Regions from separate parts of the Mus musculus genome. Here region 1 is linked to region 2. The links are chromatin contacts, called in public capture Hi-C maps. All regions are on one chromosome and are shown on one strand. Each heading gives the region's core, a stretch centred on a gene start, on an enhancer-like site or on the middle of the called end of the contact. The rest is flanking DNA. Distances are from core to core; before and after follow the strand shown.

Region 1 (4,780 bases), core at 801-3,300, 490 kb after region 2:
GCATCTCACCACGATCTAAATTTGCATTTATCTTCCTAGGAATTGGCTTCAGCACATTGCACCTGGTTAACAGCATCCACATATGCTTCCACAGTGGGGGGACAGCACACAGCATCCAGTCTCTGGGCTTTCCCTCCGAGCACTATAGGATATGGATTGGGGAGATTGTGACAACCTAAGTTTCAATTACTCTTTCCCAGGTAGGGATTTATCTTGTTGCTGTCATTGGCTTTTGTTGTTTTGTTTTCTTTTGTTTGTTTGTTGAGACAGAATCTCACTCTGTAGCCCAGACTGCTCTCATACTCCCAGTCCTGTATTTCTGCCTCCCTCTCATGTGACAGGGCCATGGGTGGGAGCTACTATTACATGGTCTGTTACTTTTTAACTTTGCCTAAGACATAACTCATGAAAACAAGGATAAAGAGAACCCATGGCTTATGTCCTGGGAGATATTTGGGGTGAAGGTGGGGTTCTGCTCAAGCTCTGAATGTATCCTGTGACTAGGAGCCACCAAGTGCCCATTCGGATGCCAAAGGAAATACACAAGTATAGGGGTAAACGGATGAAAATGTGAAAATCACATATACTAAGTTGCCTGTAGCATTGCTATACAGTAACTATGCACAGATACGACACGGCACAGATCTCAGCATGCACAGAGGGTTTCATGCAAAGCTGTGAAGTGTGAGACAAGCATTCCGCTTACATCTGGTCCATTTGGGCTCTGACCTCAGACATTTGATAGAGGTTCCTTCCAGAAGAAAGCTTGAGATATGCTGCTCTCGTGAAGCCAGGTTCACGTCTGGCTTCCCAGTGTCACTGATGGATCCCAGTGTCTCCATAAAGTCCAAGCTGTGAAGGCCAAAGGCAGGGGCTTCTCCTGACTGCTGAATCAGTACCTAGGACAGTCCCTGGTGCACAGGTCTGAGTTCAATAAATAGATATGGGCTATAAATAGAGCCACAAACTCCAATTCACTTTATAACTCTCCCTAAAGTACAGGTTTCAGATCTGTTAACATGTGAGCCCCTGGCCTATCCCAGGTGTGCCTCTGAGACACAAAAATAAGAGAGGGAAGTCTTTGCGCTTCTCCAGTCTGGCAGAGGCAAACAAGTACCACGGGAATATAAACAACATTTGAAATGTAAAGGGTCATGGGGCATTCTTTCTAGCTCAATATCCTTCCATCACTGTCTCCCTAGATGTACCAGACCTCCAAGACCAAGAAGGAAAACTGTCTCAGGTATCAAAGAATACCTTACTCACTCCATGAACATCTCAAGACACTCTCCTTATTTCCATAGGGGTCCCTGGGGTGGTCCAGGCCCCCAGGAAATTCTCAGTAAGGGTGGTAGCCTCCATCATGGTGGTCTAAGACCCCTCTCACCCACCCTGGCCTGAAGACACATGATCTGGGCTGTTTATGGGGTGTGGGCTCTGACGTGTGGGTGGCGGGCTCCTGAGCCACTGGGCAGTAAAGTTTCAGACACAGGCCTGTTCCCAGCTGCAGCTGCCACATCAAAAGACCAAACGCCTGCAAACTTTGCCTTAATTAAAAAGTTACGGTAATCCTCAGGAAGGGGGCCAGCCAGACCCCCTGGAGACAACAGTTCTCTGTGGCCACAAACCAGGTCCTTCCACCCACCCTAGGCCCTAGTAAAAGCAGCGGACACTGTGGGCGCCACAGGTTCCTGTGAAATGGGAATAGTAGTGCCCCAGGCTCTTGGGCTCTCTTGGTTTGCTTAGGAGGGATCTATAGCCAAGCCTCTGCACAGAGCTCTGGCTTCCTGGGCTAATCTCCCTTCTCCACACATCCATGCATTCTTTAGGGTCTTTCCTAGTTCTCCTTTCCAAAGCTGCAAGTCCCCCCAGAGGCCCATGCTGGAGAGCCAGAGAGTGTGAGCACCCAAGGGCGTCCCATTTCCCATCTGCAGCCAGCCTGGCTGCTGATATTTTCATTTTGTAGACGGGCAAGTGGGGAACTGGCATCCAGGACAGTTTTGCCTACAGCCACCAACTCGAGGACCAATGCCAGGAGCTACCCACATTCCCTGAAGTGTCACAGATGTGTGAGTTACAGAGAGAAATAGTCACCCACTCAGCACCATCCCGCTCAGATGAGGGGTTCTGGGAAGTGTGGAGGGGCAGAGGGCTGAGCAGGAGTAAAACATTCCCTGGGCTAAAAGTTGTGCTCCTAACTCAAGCTGGCCTAGAGCTCACTCAGCATCCTCCTTTCTCGGCCACCTTGGTGCAGAGGTGTTAGGCCAAGTGCACCCCTGACCGCTTTGAAATGCATCTGTCCCTAGCTGCAGCAAGGAGAAGCTGATGCCAATGGTTCTCAACCTGTGGGTCACGACCTCTTTGCGGGAATCAAAAGACCCCCGTCACAGGGGTCACCTGAGACTATTAGAAAACACAGAGAGTTACATTATGATTTGTAACAAGAGCACAATTACAGTTAGGAAGTAGCAACAAAATAACTTTATGGTTGGAAGTCGCATGGTATGAGAAACTATTTTAAAGGGTTATAACACAGGAAGGTTGGGAACCACTGGCTTGGGTGGGGATCAATAGCTTCTGTCCAGTGGCTAGGATTGATATGTTTGTGTTAAGTTAGAAATTCTTTTCTATAGCATGACAACCTTAACTAACCAAAAATATATTAAAATAGCCAGGGAACCCATGGGGTTACTAACTGGCTTCTTCAAGGACCTGCAGATACATAAGCCAGGGTAGGTGGGGGAAGATGTCAACTGCCACTTAAGATAGCCCTTTACAGGGACATCTGAAGGGGCATGGCCTGCTTCCTGATGCGACCTCATCCCTGCTCTGCAGATTCTTGTGGATCCAGAGGGAAGGCTTCTGTCACGAAGACTGTAGGGGAAAAACCAGGAATGTTATAAGGACCCACCTCCCAGAATTTCAGGGTCCCGCGATGGCTCTTCTCCCTCTACCTCCCCCTTCCCCTCTGATGAGTCTTCCAAAGCTCTTCTCTGGGTGGGTTTTTTAAAAAGGGCTTCATAGTATGGACGATAAGCTAGATAAACAAGGCAAGGTGTCAGCGCCACTTGACTCTTGGTTGGACATCTTTGTTATGGGAACAACAATATACCTGTACACAGCAGACCCCCTCCCCCACTACACTCACAGACACACACAGACACAGATGCACATACAGACAGACAGACATAGACACACATATACATACTTGCACACACACACACACACACACACACACACACACACACACAGACGCAAACACACTGGATACCATCTCATTCTATTCTTTCTGTGATAATCTAGCAGGGTAGATGTTTTGATTCCCATTTAATAAATAAGAAAACCAGGGCTCAGAAGATACAAGCGAACTTCCAGAGCACCAGAATTGGGGTACACATCTATGGTTTGCTTCCAAAGCTACCCCTCTTGCTGTCATGTCACCCTGTGCTTCCTCCCTGCAACATGGGGGCTTATTTTCCAGATCTTACCATGTGCAGCCAGGACCCCTGCAAGGGCGCTAGAATCCAAGGCTGAGGCGGCCGGCCACTCCCACGCATCCTCAACTCTGAGAAAGTGAAGTTCTCACAGTGGTGATAACAAGGTGCCTGAGCCTGACTTACTGGCACTATTTAAAGTAGTGTCAGGCCAAAGCATATCATTTCATCTGCAATGATCTTCATCGGGGCCAGAGGAAGATGCAACAAAATTCTTACTTCTGTAACCAACTCTCTACCACTTTAGTCCTCTATTCTGTCTGGGGACTGGATCCTGGGTATCAAGTTCAACACAGTTAATTTCCTCAAATGCCACTCATTAGGAAAAAAAAGCCAGAGAAAGGCAGAGTCACTTCCTCCCTGGTTCCTGTCGATTGCGGGATTGTATGGAGGGAAAATCGAGCTTGTTTCTGGGATAATAGAATTAAGGAAGGGACTCTGACTTACTCCTGAAAACATGGCGATGCTGTATTCCTGTTCCTGACACAGGAACTCAGTGGAAGAGCGACTGGGTAAGGAAGGGAAAATTAAAAACAAAATCACCGATCATTGGATTACAGGACAGCACGTGACTGTGCATATGCGTGATTGAGCTCTGAGAGCCTGTAGAGAGGAGGAGGGCCACTTAAAAGATAAAAAGGCGCTGGCTTCAGCGGGATTTCTATAAGGGGGAGGGGCTCTGGTAGCTAGGAAGGAGAGTGAACATGGCTGATCCCCACACCTGGGCAAGGTCTCGAACCTTCAGTGCCCACTCATGTGTGTTCCCTTTCTACTCCACGTCCTGGATACACCTGGCTCCTAGCCACTCCTTAGCGATAGTGCTCATTCTACAAACTGCACGCTGCCCCCACCCCTGACTCTGTCCAGTGCACCTGCAGCCTGATGCCTACCCATCCCCACATCTGCATGCTGACCCCACCCCTGACTCTGTCCAGTGCACCTGCAGCCTGATGCCCACCCACCCCTACATCTGCATGCTGACCCCATCCCTGGGTCCCTTCCTGTTTCTCACTTTTAAGACATCATGCAGTGCTGGTGCATCTCCTCTGGTGCTCCTCTGGGAGCCTTTCAGATGTACCCAGCTTTGGCTGCCAGCCCCTCCTTCCTTCTCCATGGCCCATATATCTACCTCAGTGCAGTCACTAGGATCCGGTGACAGGCCTGCCTCCTTTCTAAGCTCAGAGCCCCTGGAGAACAGAGCAGAGGATACACACACACACACAAACACACACACACACACACACACACACACACACACACACGAGACAGGCCCGCCTCCTTTCTAA
Region 2 (4,487 bases), core at 748-3,247:
ACCAGTAGTTTAGGTTGGGGAGGTACCATGTGAGGGTGGGATTAGGACGCAGTTTTGTGACTCCAAGGTAGTACTGTATGTTCAGTCACCAAGCTGCTTTCTTTTGGGCATGACATTGGTCAGTGAGGTGCCATCTGCCATAGGGATACTGAATATAGGTAGCCTAGCCAACCACATTACCCATTTACCAAGTTAACTGTGCCCTGCCAGTCCCTGATCTGGCACCTGGGGAGGAAAGAAGCCAATAGAGGATCTTGTGGTCTGGCTCCTGGAGTAGCTAGCAGGTTGGGACATTGTGGCAGTCCACAGCCAAACTTGGTGTAAGGCCGTGGATCCTGGAAGGTTTCCGGAGGTCATGGGGTTAAGTGATGTGATCTGGCTCAAATTCAAGAGCAGAGTCACATTCAAGGCCATGAAAAATGATTAAGCAGGTGCGTGAGGGAGTGGCCGTTCTGTGGTGGGGCAGGGGAAAGATGGAAATCCTGAATTTGTTTAGGTGGCTTCAGACAGTTGCCCTTAACTCCTGCTGTTTTTACAGGAGAAATCCCATTCTGAACAGACCTCAGACCAGCAAAGATAGCTGGCTGACTCTGGGTTATCAATGTGGACAGCACAAATTCTTGAGTCCCAAAGCACTACACAGCTGTTCCTCCGTTCTCCAGACTTTCCTCCTATGCCAGACCTGAGGCCCTGTCTCCCATAGTCTTCAGGCTGGGAGTGGGAGGATAAGACCTGATGGAGCAAGCCGCCCCCCCCCCCCCCCAAAGGTCAGCAGGGAACAACCCCAGGAAGACCCCGTGTGCCAGGCTGAGGACTTTTCTCATTCATTATTTTGGTTGAGTAAAAGAAATGTGGAGAATTAGAGATTGAACAGTAAGTGGAGTGTCCTTGTCACACGCTGAGTTTTTCCACACAGAATACTTGAGCCGTTTGACTGCTCATCAGGCACGATGGGAAGATTACAGCTGGAGAGGGCTGATGAGCGGGTATTTGAGCAGTGTACTGGGAAACGGCCCGGCCCGGTTCCTGCTCCTCAGCGTCCAGCAGCAGGAGCTGTTGGGGAACAGAGGGCTCCCACCCCTCCCTCTATAGCAGGTACAAGAGCAGGGTTGAGTAGTGAGGCTTTGTTAAAAATACTCAGCTGTTCACCTGTGTTCACTTTGTAGCTCGGAGTGGGAGCATTCATTCATCTGAAAATTTAACAGCTTTGAGGCTTGGACTCAAAGTTCACAAAGGTCTTTTCTGCCGATGTCTCTCGATGTGACAGGTCTTGTCCAAGAGAAGCTTGTGGATGAATGATAATACTACAACTACTGCTAATAAACATTCCGGGCACAAAACTAGGGAGATGCTTAGTGGATAAAGTTCTTGCACTTGTGAGGACTTGAGTTTAAATCCCTATCGCCTACAGAAGAGCTGGGCTGAAGCGGATACCCGTAACCCTAGTGCCAGGAAAGCCACAGGCAGATTTCTGGGACGCTTTCCAGCCTAAGCCTAAATGATGAGAGGAGATCTGAGGTCTACTTCTGGCCTCCATATGTGCATGCACGTGTAAATATATACATGTGATAAACACATGAACAGATTTATTGAGATTATACTGGGATCTGAGTCTAGGAGGGAGGCACAAATAAGCCCATTTTGCAGATGAAGATGTTGAGGTTTACAGGGAGCTAAATAGTCAGCCTAATGAGCCAGAGTAGCTAAGGAAGGTCATGGGTATTCACTCTAGCCACAGCACCAATTGCTAACTTATTAGATCTGCAAATTTCCGGACCGTACTCAGTCAACTACTGGAAAGTGAGAGTGGAGCCCAGTTACCTGGGTTTTAGCAAGCCTGGCAGGTACATTTGGCGCGGAGTAAAGTTAAGGGTATTGGGGGAGGAGACAACTGTGGGGGCCAGCAATGGATGCTTTTGATAGCCATAATACTGAACCTTCCTTGGTGGAATAAAAGTGGTCCCTGCGGCTGTCTTCCACGAGGGGGCACTGTGGATTCAGGCTTGGAATCGCCGGCTTTGTTGTCCCGGCGGCTGCTGCTGCTGCTCTCGGGAAGCCTGAAGAAAGCCTGCTGCCAGATTAGCTGAGGGGTCAGCCTTTCTTCTTCCGGGAAGGTCTGCCGGGGTGGTAATCTTGTTTACAGGATTCAGCCCTCGTGGTGAAACTGAACCTGGAGGGCTTGCTGCTGTTCACATGTGCATGGCGATGCCTACCCATCCGTGGGGCAAGGTCTCTGAAGATCCTCTGCAAACAACATTCCCCTTTTGTAGCTGCCCAGCCAGGCAGCTTACAGTTCCTTTGGAGGGCAGAGCACTAGAACCCCAGTAGCCGATTATGGCTCAGCGTTCAACGTGCTTCCGTGTCATAGTGTTGTCTTGTTTAGATGGGAACAGGAGCCAATTTCGAGTCTTCATTTTGTGGTTTGGGGCAGTTTTCCTTCACCTCTGGGCCCCAGTTTCCCAGGAGATTGAAGGGAGTAGCTTTCATTAGGTGGCTCTCAGCCCCTCTTTCTCTCCATGTCTAAAAATCCTGCCCTAGGGAAGAAAGGAGGAAGCCGACAACCCCCCTTTCTGTCTCCTGGTCTATCCTCCCCTCCTACAGAAGAAGCGTCAGGCTTATAGATCCTCTGCTTTTAAAAATAAGTGTAAATACACACATGCAGATAACAACATACAAGTCCTGCCCCAGGGGGCCGGGGAAGAGCCCAGCTCAGACTCTGAAAGGCATGTGGTGCAAGGACACTGCAGGGGCTGTGACATGACATCCATCTCTGGTGTACGTTTCAGTAAGCCTTTCCAGGGACTTGCAAGGCAGTAAGGTGGAACCTACCAAATTGGATTTTTTTTTTTCAGGTCCTTAGACACCCAGGATTTGCCTCTATATAGATTTCTATTCTGTGTGTTTGGAAGAAGGAAAGATTTACATCATGGTCTCCTCTTGGCTGCACGTGTTTCTTCAGAAAATACATTGTCTCACAGTGACTTCAGCATTTCCCTCCTTAATACAAAGGACTGGTATCTTATGTCTATAGTGGCTGCGCACTGAAGAAGTTGAATGCCGAGTTAGGCATTGAGCCTCTGGCATTGGCCAATATGAGCCTATAGAAGTATCCAATACCAAGGGAGATTCCAGCCTTCTGCTGACTCCCACCGTGTCTGATGATACACAGCATTTGGTTAGAAACTGCCCACCCCACCAGCAAGACCACTGAGTCATAACTCTCCACAGTAGAGGGTACAGGTTAAGCCAGATAACTACCTGATTTCCCAGAGAAGCAGAGGGCCTCTTTTGTTGTTGTTGTTGTTTTTTGTTTTTGTTTTGTTTTTTGGTTTTTCGAGACAGGGTTTCTCTGTAGCTCTGGCTGTCCTGAAACTCACTCTGTAGACCAGGCTGGCCTCGAACTCAGAAATCTGCCTGCCTCTGCCTCCCGAGGGCTGGGATTAAAGGCGTGCACCACCATGCCCGGCCAGAGGGCCTCTTTTGGCTCATCTAGTACCTCCACAGAAGTGTGGAGCGTATCAGTGACTTGCTGAGGTCTCTCAATTTGTTAATGGTAAGGAGGGGACTGGGCTTCAGGCTGCTTTACCCATAGCTCATGCCCCTCCTGACAGCATGTGTCATTTGAAGACGCTCAGGTGCATTAATACATACACAAACATTGACATCCCCCCCTTCGCCACACACATAGACATCCCCTCAATACATACTTGCTTGTGGTGCTGGGATGGAGCAAGCAGGAAGAGAGAATGCTTTATCTGAGCTACACCCCAGCCACTGAGTTCATGAAGCTCCGTGGTACCTTTTCCATTCTCTCTACCTCCTTGTCCTGTGTCTTCCCACACAGTCTATCATTAGCACAGAGGCGGCCCCTGGGAGGGTGAGGCTTGACATCACAACCTTGGTACTTCCTATGCCATAGATTCAGTAGACTGGAGGTCTTGGCTGCTAGTAACTTTGACTCGGTATAAACAGCCTTGAGTAGGCAGCACACATAGCACTCATGGGCAAAGGCTTGGTGGATGCAGCAGTTCTCTAGTGTCAGCAATGGTTTCCCTCCTTCATTATCTCATATGGGTGCTGTGGTATGGCCTGTGCAAATCACAAGTGGGCTAAGAGTTAGACAAGGGACAGATGCTCAGCATAAGAGGTCTGAGGAGAACTTGGCTGTGGATGACTAGCTGAAGGCCCCATCTCCCCCAGCCCCAGCACATCTGGGAGAAGTCATACCTTCTGCACATAGATCAGCTCTAGCCTAAACCATCAAAGGAGAATGGCTTAGGGACCAGTGCCAGTCTTTGCTGTGGCAGAAGGAAAACAATGGATGCTTGTTTTAGGGTCTTTTTGACCAAAGGCCTCTGGAACACAAGGGGTTTTTATTAAACCCTTTATTAGAAAACTGACAAGTATTTAGCGAAGAACTGAAAAACAGCGCTGGGGGCTTCTCTGGGATTGGTGCGAGAAAAATCACGCCAGAACACGAGCAAGCT

Evidence for each region. Capture Hi-C pulls out chosen DNA fragments and counts their contacts.
Region 1: a contact with region 2 is called in a capture Hi-C map of embryonic tail, with 5 times the contacts expected there. The contact joins two enhancer-like sites. A contact is called at or near these places in 4 of 39 promoter capture datasets (cranial neural crest, hippocampal neurons, liver and 1 more), 17 of 484 Hi-C or Micro-C datasets (the HL-1 cell line, cerebellar granule neurons, cerebellum and 9 more), 14 of 115 datasets of contacts at active chromatin or transcription factors (astrocytes, cardiomyocytes, differentiating embryonic stem cells and 8 more) and 4 of 9 other capture datasets (embryonic stem cells, embryonic tail, embryonic trunk and 1 more).

What each region holds. Positions count from the first base shown.
Region 1 is chr14:24,984,566-24,989,345 of GRCm38.p6, forward strand. No RefSeq gene overlaps it. Among named protein-coding and RNA genes, the nearest start is that of Gm41111, 4.3 kb to the left of the region's middle. Within about 2 kb of position 2,051, at least 11 of the 459 cell types and tissues checked have an H3K27ac peak or open chromatin away from gene starts, as enhancers often do. A contact at or near this core is called in cerebral cortex and embryonic tail, where this site is marked.
Region 2 is chr14:24,498,709-24,503,195 of GRCm38.p6, forward strand. No RefSeq gene overlaps it. Among named protein-coding and RNA genes, the nearest start is that of Rps24, 10 kb to the left of the region's middle. Within about 2 kb of position 1,998, at least 89 of the 459 cell types and tissues checked have an H3K27ac peak or open chromatin away from gene starts, as enhancers often do. A contact at or near this core is called in cerebral cortex and embryonic tail, where this site is marked.